Regions from separate parts of the Triticum aestivum genome. Here region 1 is linked to region 2. Evidence: chromatin contacts called from public Hi-C data. All regions are on one chromosome and are shown on one strand. Each heading gives the region's core, a stretch centred on a gene start, on an enhancer-like site or on the middle of the called end of the contact. The rest is flanking DNA. Distances are from core to core; before and after follow the strand shown. Region 1 holds the start of LOC123124017 (probable E3 ubiquitin-protein ligase XBOS33). Region 2 holds the start of LOC123124044 (mitochondrial inner membrane protein OXA1-like).

Region 1 (6,975 bases), core at 501-3,000, 320 kb after region 2:
CAAACATTAGAACGTATCAACACATATGCGACAAGTACAGGCGTGAAATGGTACATGTCCAAAAATACGATGCTCCTTTATGACAGTAACATACCTGGCAACACTCCAGACTGCCCCCACCGGCTGCATAATGCAAAGGAGTGCTGCCAGCTCCTGATCCATATACAGATATAATTTGAGAACTCGTTTTATTTTAGGTAAGAAAAGATAGCATTATCTACTGCATATCATCTGAAATAAGAATCATCACTCGCCTATCAAATTTGATGTAGTTCCATAGGGAAATGTGACAGCTGAGACATTTGCACCTAACTCAATCAACAATTGCATGCAATCGAAATGACCATTCAAAGCTGCCATGTGAAGAGCAGTAACACCGCCATCAGCAGGTTTGTTGATGTACCTCACACGAGCACTGCACAAAGACAGCGTACAGTTGGTTGCTAGTTATTTCAAGCACAATAGACAACACTAGATCAACACTTGACAAAATACATACGGTTCATTAAATTTCAGTCCCAGTGAAGAAGTAGGACTGCTGCCGCTATTCGTCTGAGAATCACCGCCATCTGCCACCGAAGAGGCAGTATCCTCCAAGGGCCCGCTTGGGATGAAGTCGGCAAGTAACAGCCTTACACACCGAACAAGTCCGTCGTGTGCTGCAAAGTGCAATGCCGTTCGACCGCTCAAGTAATCCGCTCTGGTAACCTTCCAAGCAACCCAAACAGAAGCAGCAGTCAGCACCTTCCTTGTCTCAGGGCAGAAATGGTACACATTGTAAAGACCATATCAGAAATACCATACATTGCATCTGAAGAGCAGAAGCATCTGAACCACCTCCCAGTGTCCATGTCGGCATGCATGCATCAATGCGGTCTTTATCCGCCCATCCAAGTAAACAAAAACAATCAGTTAAATGATTCCACTCGCATAAAGGATTCTAGAGATTGATCGAAATGTAACACATGTTTATCCCGTGGGCGAGCACAGGGCAGGAGACCACGAGAGCCCAACAAGAATTCAGTTTTTGGTTTGTCCCGATATTGCAAAGATCAGGTAGTACTACTTCCACTAGAAACACGACGCGGTGGCTGCCAATTTCAGCACGTATAAATGACAGATCTTCCATTTTTGGGGGGAGATACCTATCCTATCCATGAAATGGTACTCGGACAGAAAGATCTACCTGACCGCAGTAGTTCCGCGCGTTCACATCCGCGCCCTTCTCCAGCAGCAGCGTCACAATCTGAAAACCAAAAAACCACCAGTCCGTGAATCAAATCGAACGGGAAACCACGCACGCGGGCGCGTATATAGAATCACAAGGGAGAGGGGCACGGACGTCGAGGTGGCCCTTGGCGGCGGCGAAGTGGAGCGGCGAGTTGAGGCCGCCGAAGGTGGAGTAGCGCGCGAGCGCCGGGCTGAGCTCGAGCAGCATGCGCGCCTCGACGGCGTCCCCGTCCCGCGCCGCGGACACCAGCCGCTCGCCGGACGCGGAGCACCCGAGCGAGTTCCCCATCGCCGCCCTCCTCGCCCGCACCGGCGAGCGGCGTCCTCGTGGGCACGAGCACGCCGCAGGGGCGGACGAGGCGCGGGGGAGCCGACGGTCGGTGGGATCGCCGGCGGCGAGGCGTGCGGCCGTAATTTAGGGGCGGGGGCCGGTGGTGGGTCGTCTTCGCGTCTTGCGTTCTGGGGTCTCAAATTTTTCTCAGGCCCGGAACAAGGGGGAGGACAACAAGGAGTGCAAGGCTTTGGATTTGATTTTATATTTCATCCTCGCTTTATATATTCTTGGTTTAAAATGTACAGTGTTTTAAAATTAGTGAGAAAAAAACTATAAATATCTTTTTAGCATGGCACATGTGCCGCTGGGACCACATGAGTATAGATTAGTAGCGGCAGCTTGTGTGGGTGTGATTGTGCTTAGTGACTGATGGAGTTGGTTTAGATGATGGTCACGGGCCAAGCTTTCTCACCTTTTGGCTTGCTTGGATGGATGAGTTTCAAGTTGTTGTTTTGTTTTTCACTTCTTTTTGTTCGCCTTTAGTGAGCCCGATAAAGTTGCCATTCATGGCTGATTGGCAACACTACCTAACAAGTACTCCCTCCGTAAACTAATATAAAAGCGTTTAGATCACTACTTTAGTTATCTAAACACTTTTATATTAGTTTACAGAGGGAGTAACCACTAATTGACCTGCTTGTACCATCTCTAAACACAAAACCGTCTCTTTCCCAACCTCGTGGTGATGTGTAGTATTCCTAGCATACATACATACATACATGCGTATACCAATTATCAATACATACACGCACGACGGATGCCTGATGTGTGTCCTACTTGTATCATACACTGTAACCTTCATCAGGCAAGAAAATGAAAAACGTGAAACAAAAATGGGGTCAGGGTCTTAGGCGCGGTGTGCATCCTACTCCCTTCGTCCGGAATTACTTGTCACGAAATTTGAGTTATCTGGATGTATTTTAATTTTAGATGCATTCATTTTTATTCATTTCTACGCCAAGTTATTTAGGACGGAGTACTTATTTTCTACGTCTGTATTCATTGAGAAAAAATAAATAAAACCTGAAACAAGAAACGAGGGTCAATATGGTAGGCGGGCGGGGTGTGCGTTGGGCGCTCGTAAATCACATGTTTTGATATGGACGGCGGGTTTGTCCTCCGATGATGTCCAGAAAGAAAAGAAAGCAGGTCGGGACACGGGACAAAGTTTCTGAAGTGGACCGATGGACGGCACTTGCTGTATGGCCCAAGATCACCCACCCAATGTGATTTATCTCTAGCTCTAGGTGTGCCTATTGAACAGGTCGCAGTCGCTGATAAGTGGTTTTTATTTATATCGAGTCGGTGTCACCGATGGTTCATCAGTAAGCATACCATCGTGCCATACTGCCATTATTAATGGCCGAGTGTCTGGGTGACTCCTTGCATCATACTCCTACTCGATGGATGCGTGCTACTGTTGACTTAAATGCTCCAAGTGACTTCGCAACGTTGTCGGTAGAAGAATGGCTAGGCTGTGTTTGTACGATGTCACAATTATCTAGTGAATTTATATCGGAAAACTTTCCAAGAAAAATGTTCAAAAACAAAAAGAATCTTTCACGGGGTATTTGTCCTCTCCTAACACGCATGAGCCCAAAAATATCGCCACTGCTGCCGTGTCAGCCAACTTGTCACCACCAAGACAACAACCTTGCACGTAAAGTATCCGGGGCAAAGGACACGTCCTCGGCTATCTGCATCTGGTGAGGTTTCGTTGAGCTACCACACTACACTTACACTTGTCACCCATCTCCCCTTTCTGCAGATCGCACCGGAAAGGAAGCCTCGGTTGGCCAGATAAATAAACAATTTGCATCACCATATTCATACCGGAGGCACTTGTTTTAAATGGAGCCAGTTTGATTGTCAATACCACTACCAGATCTGGTGATCTGTAGGAGTACTTCGATTGCACTTGCATAGAAGCAATGCATGTATAATTATGCTGGCCTTGATGGTCGAAAGCGAATCCCATATCAATACGAAGAATATCCACCATGAATGCCTCAGATATGGGATTCGAATTTGAATCCCATATCAATACGAAGCGTGACATCATCATTTTCATGCTTCACTGAGAAAATTCTGAAAGCTGGAAACGAGCAAACATACTATTCTTTCATCAAACGACATAAACACATACACTTAAAACAGGGGCCCACAGCAGTGTGTGTCTGGGCCCTGGGCACATGCCCGTGGTTGCCCTTCTCTAGCTCCAGGCCGGGCTGGGCCGGCCGGAGAATCTACTCCAGATCAATCCACCAGACATTTGGATATGCTCGCGGTGTTCCGTCTCCGCCCTTAAGGTGGCGGCAAGAAATAATGCTTCTCCGGCCGCCACTTCTTCACTTCCTCATATGTTCGGGAATGATCCGGTGGAGCAGCTCAACAGGGAGGCCTTCTAGCTCTGCAGCACAACATGTCCATGGGTTGTATCAGGTTAGCGTAACAAAAAGCTCAACAGCACGGTGTAGTTTTTAGTTTTTACAGTTCAAAACAATTGCAGAGTCTATGTATGGTTATTATTTACCAGCTCCCGAGAAGTTGAACAATGGTGGTAATGGCCGTCCATTTGGCAAGCAGGTCTTGGGATCCCGCAGTTCATCGAAGAACGGATGGGCACAAGCATCAACCTGCAAAAATGTCTTAGTCAGAATAGCACTCGTCTTTTTCAAGGATGTCTCTTCTTCATTCATGAATTTAGTAGGGCTGTGATTCATAGATGCCAGGACAACACAACACTCTTCTTAGAAGCAATCAAATTGTACTTTAGCTAGAGAAAAAAGTAGAACTTAGCATTAGAAAGCAATGAATCTGTGCTCATTTGTTCCTAGCTTGGTTCAAATAGCACAAGGATAAAACCATTCTTACAGCTGTGCAGCGCAGATTTGGTGAGTACTGAAGTAGCCTTGACACAAGATCAACTGCTTCAGGTGGCATGCGCTTACCAAAAAGCTGCGTGCGGACGAAAATTAGGTTAGCAGGTTACAGAGGTCTCGGCTAACTGAATACATATAGAGAGGTTACTAACCTTGTGCCAGGGATGAGCTTTTATCTGAGGGAACTTGAATTCAGAGTAGTTTGGGTTCATGCATCTGATTTCTTCTCTTGTTGGGGTACCCAAAATCTAGAATAGGGATAAGGAATGATGACTTCAGCTTACTGATCTTAATTACTGGACTTTAATGGTTTGGCGGGGGATACAAACCTTTATAATTTCAACCAACTGATCAACGCCACTTTCTCCAGGAAACAGAGGCTGCAATTTCCCCCCAAAAGAAGAGAACTCAACAAAAAAGTCCAGCTCATGTACAGAAAAGAGATTGTCGACAGGAAAGTAATTATCAACTTGATTTTTCCATGAAAGTATTAGCCCTCTAAAGTGAAGCAACTTCAAATGAATTTGATAACATATGCGTAATTTAACAGAGCTTGATTTGTGCAGTAGTATTTGCTTATCAAAATATGTTCAATGATATGATACGAGGCCTTCTAGATGTTGCTGATCACACTCTAATGTTGAGAAACTCCACTGTTCTTGTGACTAAATACTATTACTTTCAGCTATAAAAGGAGTAATACGGTCTATAATGATAAACAAAAATTAATTGTCCTCAAAAATCAAGTGATCTTGTTCAAGTAAGCATAACTTCAACTAATGAACTTGGCTGCAAGAAAACTGAGCTTCTAGAATGAGACTCTATACCTGGCCAATCAGAAGCTCAGCTACTACACAACCAACAGACCAGATATCAATTGCTGTGGTGTACTCTGTAGCTCCAAATATTAGTTCAGGAGCCCTATAATACCGCGAGCAGATGTATGAGATGTTTGGCTCTCCAGGGGCCTGAAATCGAGCCATGTACTGTCAAATACATGTCAAAACACAAGACCAAGAAAATAAGTGACAAAGGCATACCAGTTTTTTAGCACTCCCAAAATCACAAAGCTTAAGTTGATGCGTATGAGGATTGACCTGGAAGATCAATCCATTGCAGTTAGTTGATCATTACTTATGATACAATCAAATAATATTTTAAAATATTGCAGGCAGTCATCATTGGAGGAGGGAACCTGCAAGCATGCAATGATACTGCACGGTTCAAGCAAGAAGATATGTCTAATAAAATTTTAATGAACTTACCAACAGATTTTGCGGCTTAATATCTCGATGGCATACACCAACAACACGATGGATATATGCAAGGGCCCGGCACATCTATGCAAAGATGGAACAACAAACAACTTCTTGAGCATCACCGAATATAACTCTTTGAAAGAATATATAAACTACAATGGAACATCTTCACAAACCTGATATGCATACAGCTTAACATATAGTATGGGTACACGCTGGTTCAGCCGACAATAATATTTGGCAACACGATAAACTGTCTCCGAGACATATTCAAGTACAAGGTTTAGGTACACTTCACCCCTCTCAGTTGTCGAAAAGAAGTGATGCTTTAGCTGAACTACATTTGGATGGTCAAGTAACTGCATTGTTTGCAGCTCTCTGTTCTTATATCTCTTATCCTGCAGCACCTTCTTAATGGCAACAGTTTCTCCAGTTTCCAAGCACTTAGCCTGTTGTACCAGATATTATCAATGACTTCAACGCCCAGCATTAGAAATATTCACTAACAGAAACTGTAGTGATATACAAGGGCAAAAGACGGCAAATTAACACACCTGATATACTACACCAAACGAACCAGTCCCAACGACGCGCTCTGCCATGTATGAGACCTTCTGTAAAACAGTTGGAGTATTAGTATTATCATTACTGGGTCGTCCAATGTTCTGAGGAATAAATGCAGTAGTACAAAGTTACAAACATTCCAGAGAATAGTTTGAAGCTACAATACTCAGCCATCAGGAAAAAAAATGCTGTATATGCCCATAAATGGTGTCATAGTGCAAAATTCTACCAATAAGGGTTCCCGAGAACAAATAAACTCACAGTCCATGGACCATACAAAGGTTTCCAATATGGAAATACTGCATCTAGAATCCGGCAGTAGAATATGCATGAGAGTAGCAAAGATACTGATCAAGGTATCACCTGCTTTGGCTTCCCATTTTGACCTCCTATTGTTGTCACAATGATCTGGCCAGCTTCTGTTCCATTTCCATCAACGGTAACCCCTTCAGCATCCTATAGTCAGAAAGCCATCACATAAACAGCAAAAGAAGAAATGGCATCAGGTCAACAAGTCATGGGCGGAGAATCAAAATACCTTATCATTATTACGGCCATCAACTTTATCATCGCTTATTGTCATATCATTCATTCCTTTCGGAAGATCTGCACCCGTTTCTTCAGCTTTAGCAGGATTCATACTAGTAGATGTGCTTGCCTCAGCATTTCTATGAGATGATGATGATTCTTGGTCTAGATGCATAGG
Region 2 (6,732 bases), core at 3,714-6,213:
TACCAAACGTCACAACGTAACTGGGTGATTATAAAGGAGTACTACAGGTGTCTCCGAAGGTACATGTTGAGTTGGCGTATTTCGAGATTAGGTTTTGTCACTCCGATTGTCGGAGAGGTATCTCTGGGCCCTCTCGGTAATGCACATCACTATAAGCCTTGCAAGCAATGTGACCAATGAGTTGGTTACGGGATGATGCATTACGTAACGAGTAAAGAGACTTGCCAGTAACGAGATTGAACTAGGTATTGGATACCAACGATCAAATCTCGGGCAAGTAACATACCGATGACAAAGGGAACAACGTATGTTGTTATGCGGTTTGACCGATAAAGATCTTCGTAGAATATGTAGGAACCAATATGGGCATCCAAGTTCCGCTATTGGTTATTGACCGAGAATAGTTCTAGGTCATGTCTACATAGTTCTCGAACCCGTAGGGTCCGCACGCTTAAGATTTCGATGACAGTTATATTATGAGTTTATGAGTTTTGATGTACCGAAGGAGTTCGGAGTCCCGGATGAGACCGGGGACATGACGAGGAGTCTCGAAATGGTCGAGATGTAAAGATCGATATATTGGACGACTATATTCGGACTTCGGAAAGGTTCCGAGTGATTCGGGTATTTTTCAGAGTACCGGAGAGTTACGGGGATTCGCCGGGGAGTATATGGGCCTTATTGGGCCATACGGGGATAGAGGAGAGAGGCCGAAAGGAAGGAGGCGTGCAGCCCCCCTCTGGTCCGAATTGGACAAGGGGTGCGGCCCCCTTTTCCTTCCTCCTCTCCCCCTCTTTCCCCCTTCTCCTACTCCAACAAGGAAGGAGGGAGTCCTACTCCCGGTGGGAGTAGGACTCCCCTTGGCGCGCCCCTCCTAGGCCGGCCGCCCCCTCCCCCCTTGCTCCTTTATATACGGGGGCAGGGGGGCACCTCTAGGGACAACAGAAGTTGATCTACAGATCGTTCCTTAGCCGTGTGCGGTGCCCCCCTCCATCATATTCTACCTCGGTCATATCGTCGCGGAGTTTAGGCAAAGGCCTGCGCCGGTAGAGCATCATCATCGTCACCATGCCGTCGTGCTGACGGAACTCATCCCCGAAGCTTTGCTGGATCGGAGCCCGGGGATCGTCATCGAGCTGAACGTGTGCTGAACTCGGAGGTGCCGTACGTTCGGTACTTGGATCGGTCGGATCGTGAAGACGTACGACTACATCAACTGCGTTGTCATAACGCTTCCGCTTACGGTCTACGAGGGTACGTGGACAACACTCTCCCCTCTCGTTGCTATGCCATCACCATGATCTTGCGTGTACGTAGGAATTTTTTTGAAATTACTACGTTCCCTAACACCTTATTTATTTCAGTCATTCGTAATGTGATGTTCTATATGTGCAAGTATGAATTGTGCAGTTCAATTTTATCAATACCAGTTTCAACAATACCATTATGAATGACTAGTTTTGGTTGTCGTTAAGTATGTTGTAGTTAACATGCCTTTCCGTTTTTATTTAACAATAATTAGTGTACTTAAACATGCACAATACCAGTTTGAATGACTATATTTGGTTGTTGTTAAATGCTAGGCCTGTTGCAGTTAACACAACTTTACACTTCTTGTTTTGCTTAACTAGTGTGTTTAAACCTGCACATTGAAGCTATCATTTGGAGGTTATGTTGTCTGCCATGGATATATTTGGTTGATGTTTTGCCTGTTGTGGTTAACATGTCCTTCGATGTACTTACACATGACAATGTTGGGAAAGATCTGAGGGCCAATCAGGGTAGCGTTTGCACCGGTGAGGTCGCCGCTGCGTTTGCGAGGAGAGTCAGTCATCCGTGATTGATCCTCTTCCCGCAACCAAAGGAAGTGTTCACGTTTCCATAGTGGACCGTGAAAACCACATAGGTGGAAAAAGCAGCGGAAAGAAAGGCAAGAGAAAGATCTGAGGTTGTAAACCAAGAAACCAACTGCTTTGAAGTCGATTGAGAATTTAAAAACCGATCCTCTATTATATGAAACATGAAATCCAATTAGGTCACCTCCGAGGCATGCCCTACATTATAAATCGATAGGGGGAAAGATGATCTGCCAACAGAAATTAGAAGATGGAAGGCAGTATGGGGGCTAAGGCAATGACCAGGAGATGCAAAACGGGCTCTAACCTTGGCGGCGATGCCAACACCTGGCGTGGGGTCCAGGTTGGTTCCCTAGAGAGGGTAGATGAAGATCATATGAGATCGGTGCCTTGGTGCCGTGGGATCGCCAGAGTCACCGGAGGGGTGGGAGCCATGGTTGAATTGCGTGCATTTGACCATGTATTCAAAAAGTGTCAATTTTTTTATTTGAAAACTATTAATCAACAATTTGAAAAAAAATATAAAAAAGCATACAGAACATGTTGAACATGTGTTAAAAAATGTTACAAATGTGTAGAAAAAATGATGATTAAACCAGAACAAAAAGAAAAAAAACGAAGAAAAAAACACAAAAGAGAGAAAGAAAACAAAGAGAAGTGGAGAAAAAAGAGAAATAAAAAAACCAAAGACAAAGGAGAAAGAAAAGAAATATGGATAAAGACAATAAAAAATCAAAACAAAGAACAATAAAAAACCAAAGTATAACAACGAAACAACGAAAACCGAAGAAGAAATAAGAAAACCAAACAAAAAACAAAAGAAAACAAAAAAAAGGAGAAAAATGAAAAAAAAACAAAAAACACAGCCTGCTTGTTGAACACAAAGCTGTTGTTAGCTCAGTGGCAACACTGTTGCGTAGCAACCAGCAGATCGTAGGATTGATCCCCGCGCGGCCAGTTAGCTACATATTTTTTAAGGGGTAGTTAGCTGCAGATGCTTTAGCAAGAGAAACTTTTAACGTGGCTTAACGCGATAAATAGTCGCCGCGGGGAAGGGGATTGACCACGGCGGCATCTGGCCCACTACGCTGTACCGAAAGACCAGAACAAACAACACCTGGAGGCGGAAAGCCCACGCTCGAGTTCTGAGCAAACCTGGACAAATGGGCACGCGAGAAGGCAGGATCGCAGCAGCGTCGTTCGCGGGACGTCCTAGTCAGCGCTTCAGGCGCCAGATGAGCCAACTGGCACTCACTGCGGCACGCCAGTGGGCCGGCCCAGGAACAGCAGCGCAAAAAATAATAGCGCGAGAAAAACATCACACAATTGGCTGCCGCAAGGAATCGAACCGGAGACATTCAGATCAGAGCGCGCTCGGCTGACCACTTGTGGCACAACGACCATTTGTCAAAAATGGTGCGCGTACATATAATGAACACAATAGTTGCCGTGCTATTTAGGGAAACTTGATTTCTTTTGAAGCATAAACGTGAACAAAACTTCAATGTCCACAGATTTAAAAAACATCACGAATTAGAAAAAAATTTCACGTATTCAAAACAGTAGACGGATTCAAAAAAGTTCATGAAATTGAAAAAAGTTCATCGAATTTGAGAAGGAGTTCACTGAATTTAGAAAAAGTTCATGGAATTTCCAAAAAGTTCACCAACCTTTCAAAAAAAGTTCATCGGATTTGAAAAAGAGGTCATCAATTTTTTTTCAAAAACCATAGATTTTGAAAAAAAGTTCATAGATTTTGGGAAAAGTTCATTGAAGTTGAAAAGAGTTCTTCAAATTTGAAAAAAGTTCACCAAATTTGAAAGGAGTTCATCGAATTTGATTTTTTGATCAATTTAGAAAAAAAATCACGAATTTAGAAAAAAGAACGCATTAAAGAAAACAAAAGAAAGAAACAGAAAAGGATAAGAAAGAGAAAAATATAGAAAATGCAAACAAGAAAGAGAAAAAAGACAAAGAAAGAATGAACAAAAAGGGAAAATGGGAGAAACTTAGCAAAGGATGTGTGTTGTCCTAGGTGGTTAGCAAGTTGACAAAAGCTTACGAGAATTAAAAAAAGTTCATAAATTAGAAACAGTTCACTAATTTCAGAAAAGTTAATGAATTTAAAAAAGTTCACCAGTTTGAAAAACGTTCACGGATAAAACAAGTTCATGAAAATTTTGAAAAAGTTCACAAATACAAAATAGTTCAAGAAAATTGAAAAAAGTTCATCGATATTGAAATAAAGTTCATTAATTTTGAAAAAAGTTCATCGATTTTCATAAAAGTTCACGGATTTTGATAATAGTTCATTGAATTAGAAAAAAGTTCATCAAATTTGAAAAAAGTTCAACGAATATGAAAAAGGTTCATCAAATTTTAAAAAGTTCATTGAAATTTGAAAAATAATTCATCAAGTTTTAAAGAAAAGTTAATCAATTTCGCAGAAAAAGTTCATCAAACCAGGAAAATAAAGGAAAGTAACAGTAGAAGTAATAAAAGAATAACAAAGTTGAAAATATCAAACGTGGTTGAGAGGCGTGGTGGTTAATTCATTGCGTGACGCCGCAAGCGCACTTGTTTTTCTCTTTTGAAAACATAAGAAGAAGAAAAACTACTGCAGTCTGAAACAGATAAATGGACCAGCCCACCTAACACGGCTGCAGGCGCCGGTTAGGAAAATTGCCTTAACCGGCGCCTGCAGCGCCGAATAGGAAATGCCGTCGTTCGCGCACGGATGAGGATGCTCGTTGTCTCGTAGCAGTAGCGCACTAGCGCATGATTTTTTTAATCGATTGATCGTAGGAGGCGCTCCTCCCACCGCTCGCTAGTCCTTTTTTTCGACAAAAGCCCTCGTTCGCTAGTCTTGCATGTCTTTTTTTTCCTTTTTTGAGGGAGCTAGTCTTGCATGTCGATCGTATGAGGCGTTTGTCCCCGCTCGCTAGTCGTGCCGTGCCGGGCTGGCACGCGTGCTAGGCAAGGGAGCCCAGGCACGGCCCTAGCCGGGCCACGTGCCAGGCACGGCCCAGTAAGTCACGTGCCGTGCCGGGCCTGGCATGCGGGCTATCGTGCCGGCCCGTTTGGCCAGGTATAGTTCTGAGTCACCCCATTCCTCCGGCCGTCGTCTCGGCTCCGCCGCCCTCCTCTCCGAGCGTCGCCTCCCACCCCACCGGCTCATGGCGTTCGCCGCGCGGAGGAGCCTCGCCTCCCGCTTCTCCCACCACCTCACCCGCCGCCTCCACCCATCCGTCCCGCATCTGCTCTCCCGCTCCAACGACGATGACCCCCCATCTCAGCCACTGCCACCGCCACTGCCACTCCAGTCACTCCGCTCCCCGCTCCCACCCGCTTCCAGAGCGGCCCAAGCCCTACACCACCTCTTCCCCTTCTCCCTCCACCACCCGGGGCTACCCCGCCGTAGCTTCTCCTCCTCCGCCCCTGCCCCGGACCCACCCGGAGAGGTTGATGCTGCTGCGAGCGTCCTTGTCGACGCCGTGGCTTCGTCGGCGCCAGCGCCGTTCCCGGGGGAGGTGGCAGCCGCCGCCGCCGACTCCTTCTTCCCCTTCGCCGCGCTGCAGCACCTCATTGATACCATACATACCTTCACCGGGCTCAACTGGTAAGCTTCGCGATCCGTTTCTTTGGGTCGTGTGCTTGGTTTGCTCATATCCGCCTCTCGTGTGGGATTTGGTTTGCTCAGGTGGGCTTCTATCGCGTTAACGACGGTGCTGATCCGGACCGCGGTGATACCATTCGCGGTTAGCCAGCAGAAGTCCAGCGAGATGATACAGGTAAAGTGCCCTCCGTCTAATTCAGCGTGCATTTCTAGCCCTTTTGTTTGCTTGTAAAGTACCCATGGTCTGATTCAGCGTGCATTTTCTAGCCCTTTTGTTTGCTTCATGTGCTAGTGTATGTGTGGGTCAAAACCTATGCTGATCTAACTGTAAGGCTGCTTCAAGTTGCTGAACTGTGCTTATTTTATAATCCGCTGCCAGAAAAATAGCCATGGAACTAGAGATTAGTTGATTGAACAAACACCAAAATAGATAAAGGCCGGTTGGATCGGCTGGATTATCGTAATCCACCGCAATGCCAAAAGCAGCCTAAGTAGTGCCATTGGGGGAACATGCAACCACTGTCCTCCCTACATGACCAGACCAGCGCATGAGCAGTTGAGTTGTTGTAGCAGAGTGGTGAGGCTGTTAATCTACATGCAATACAAATATTTGTGTTTTTTCTACTGTACATATTACTTATTGTTATTCATGCACACATAGTTCGGTAGTTCCCCAGTTCAGTTCTGAATCCTGCTTCACTATGTGATTTTTGGGTGTTACCAGGTACATTATCACGGTACTCAATCTTGAAACCTTATATCTTTACTACATGAAATCATGTGGTGATGTAATTTGCTGCACAGCTGCTCCCTCCTGTCCAAAACACTTGCCCCTTGCACCACCGATAATCAGTTTTTTTTTCTTTTGTAATTTTGACTCATTGTAGGGTTTTAAATACTGCATTCCAATCAGCAAACCCTTCTATGCATCATGTAGATGTACTTTTTATACCTGTCCGTCGGCGGCTTGGTCCTGCCCCAGGCTTTCTTTTCAGCCTGGAAGCTTGAAATGATTTTGAAACAAATACTTCATTGAAAAATGATCACAAGACACTATTTTTCTTACTTAAATTAATCAATTTAATTTTTTTAATTGAAAAAATGTTTACATGCTTCGGCTGGGCTGCCCTATGCTTGGGATTGGCATTTTTGGGTAGGGCTGTTTCAAGCATGCCCTGGCCCATGGTTTTAACAGGTCTTGTATTCATAAGATGATAAGATATCTTTTGTGAGTCACATGCTATCACTGTATTTAGTTTA

What was found. Hi-C and Micro-C count contacts between places; a contact is called where the count stands out from the background.
Region 1: a contact with region 2 is called in a Hi-C map of leaf, with 6 times the contacts expected there. The contact joins the promoter of LOC123124017 here to the promoter of LOC123124044 in region 2. A contact is called at or near these places in 2 of 5 Hi-C or Micro-C datasets (both in leaf).

What each region holds. Positions count from the first base shown.
Region 1 is chr1B:360,353,622-360,360,596 of IWGSC CS RefSeq v2.1, reverse strand. LOC123124017 (probable E3 ubiquitin-protein ligase XBOS33) reads right to left here and starts at 1,750. Exons shown (of 10, transcript XM_044544721.1): 1 at 1,343-1,750; 2 at 1,187-1,246; 3 at 805-876; 4 at 500-708; 5 at 255-415; 6 at 95-153. The coding sequence starts at 1,519. LOC123124011 (shaggy-related protein kinase alpha) reads right to left here. Exons shown (of 13, transcript XM_044544709.1): 2 at 6,808-6,975; 3 at 6,633-6,725; 4 at 6,260-6,319; 5 at 5,882-6,154; 6 at 5,712-5,786; 7 at 5,487-5,543; 8 at 5,274-5,414; 9 at 4,776-4,826; 10 at 4,599-4,694; 11 at 4,439-4,522; 12 at 4,098-4,200; 13 at 3,667-3,974. The coding sequence ends at 3,913.
Region 2 is chr1B:360,672,294-360,679,025 of IWGSC CS RefSeq v2.1, reverse strand. It overlaps LOC123124044 (mitochondrial inner membrane protein OXA1-like), which reads left to right and starts at 4,963. Exons shown (of 9, transcript XM_044544755.1): 1 at 4,963-5,475; 2 at 5,557-5,647. The coding sequence starts at 5,033.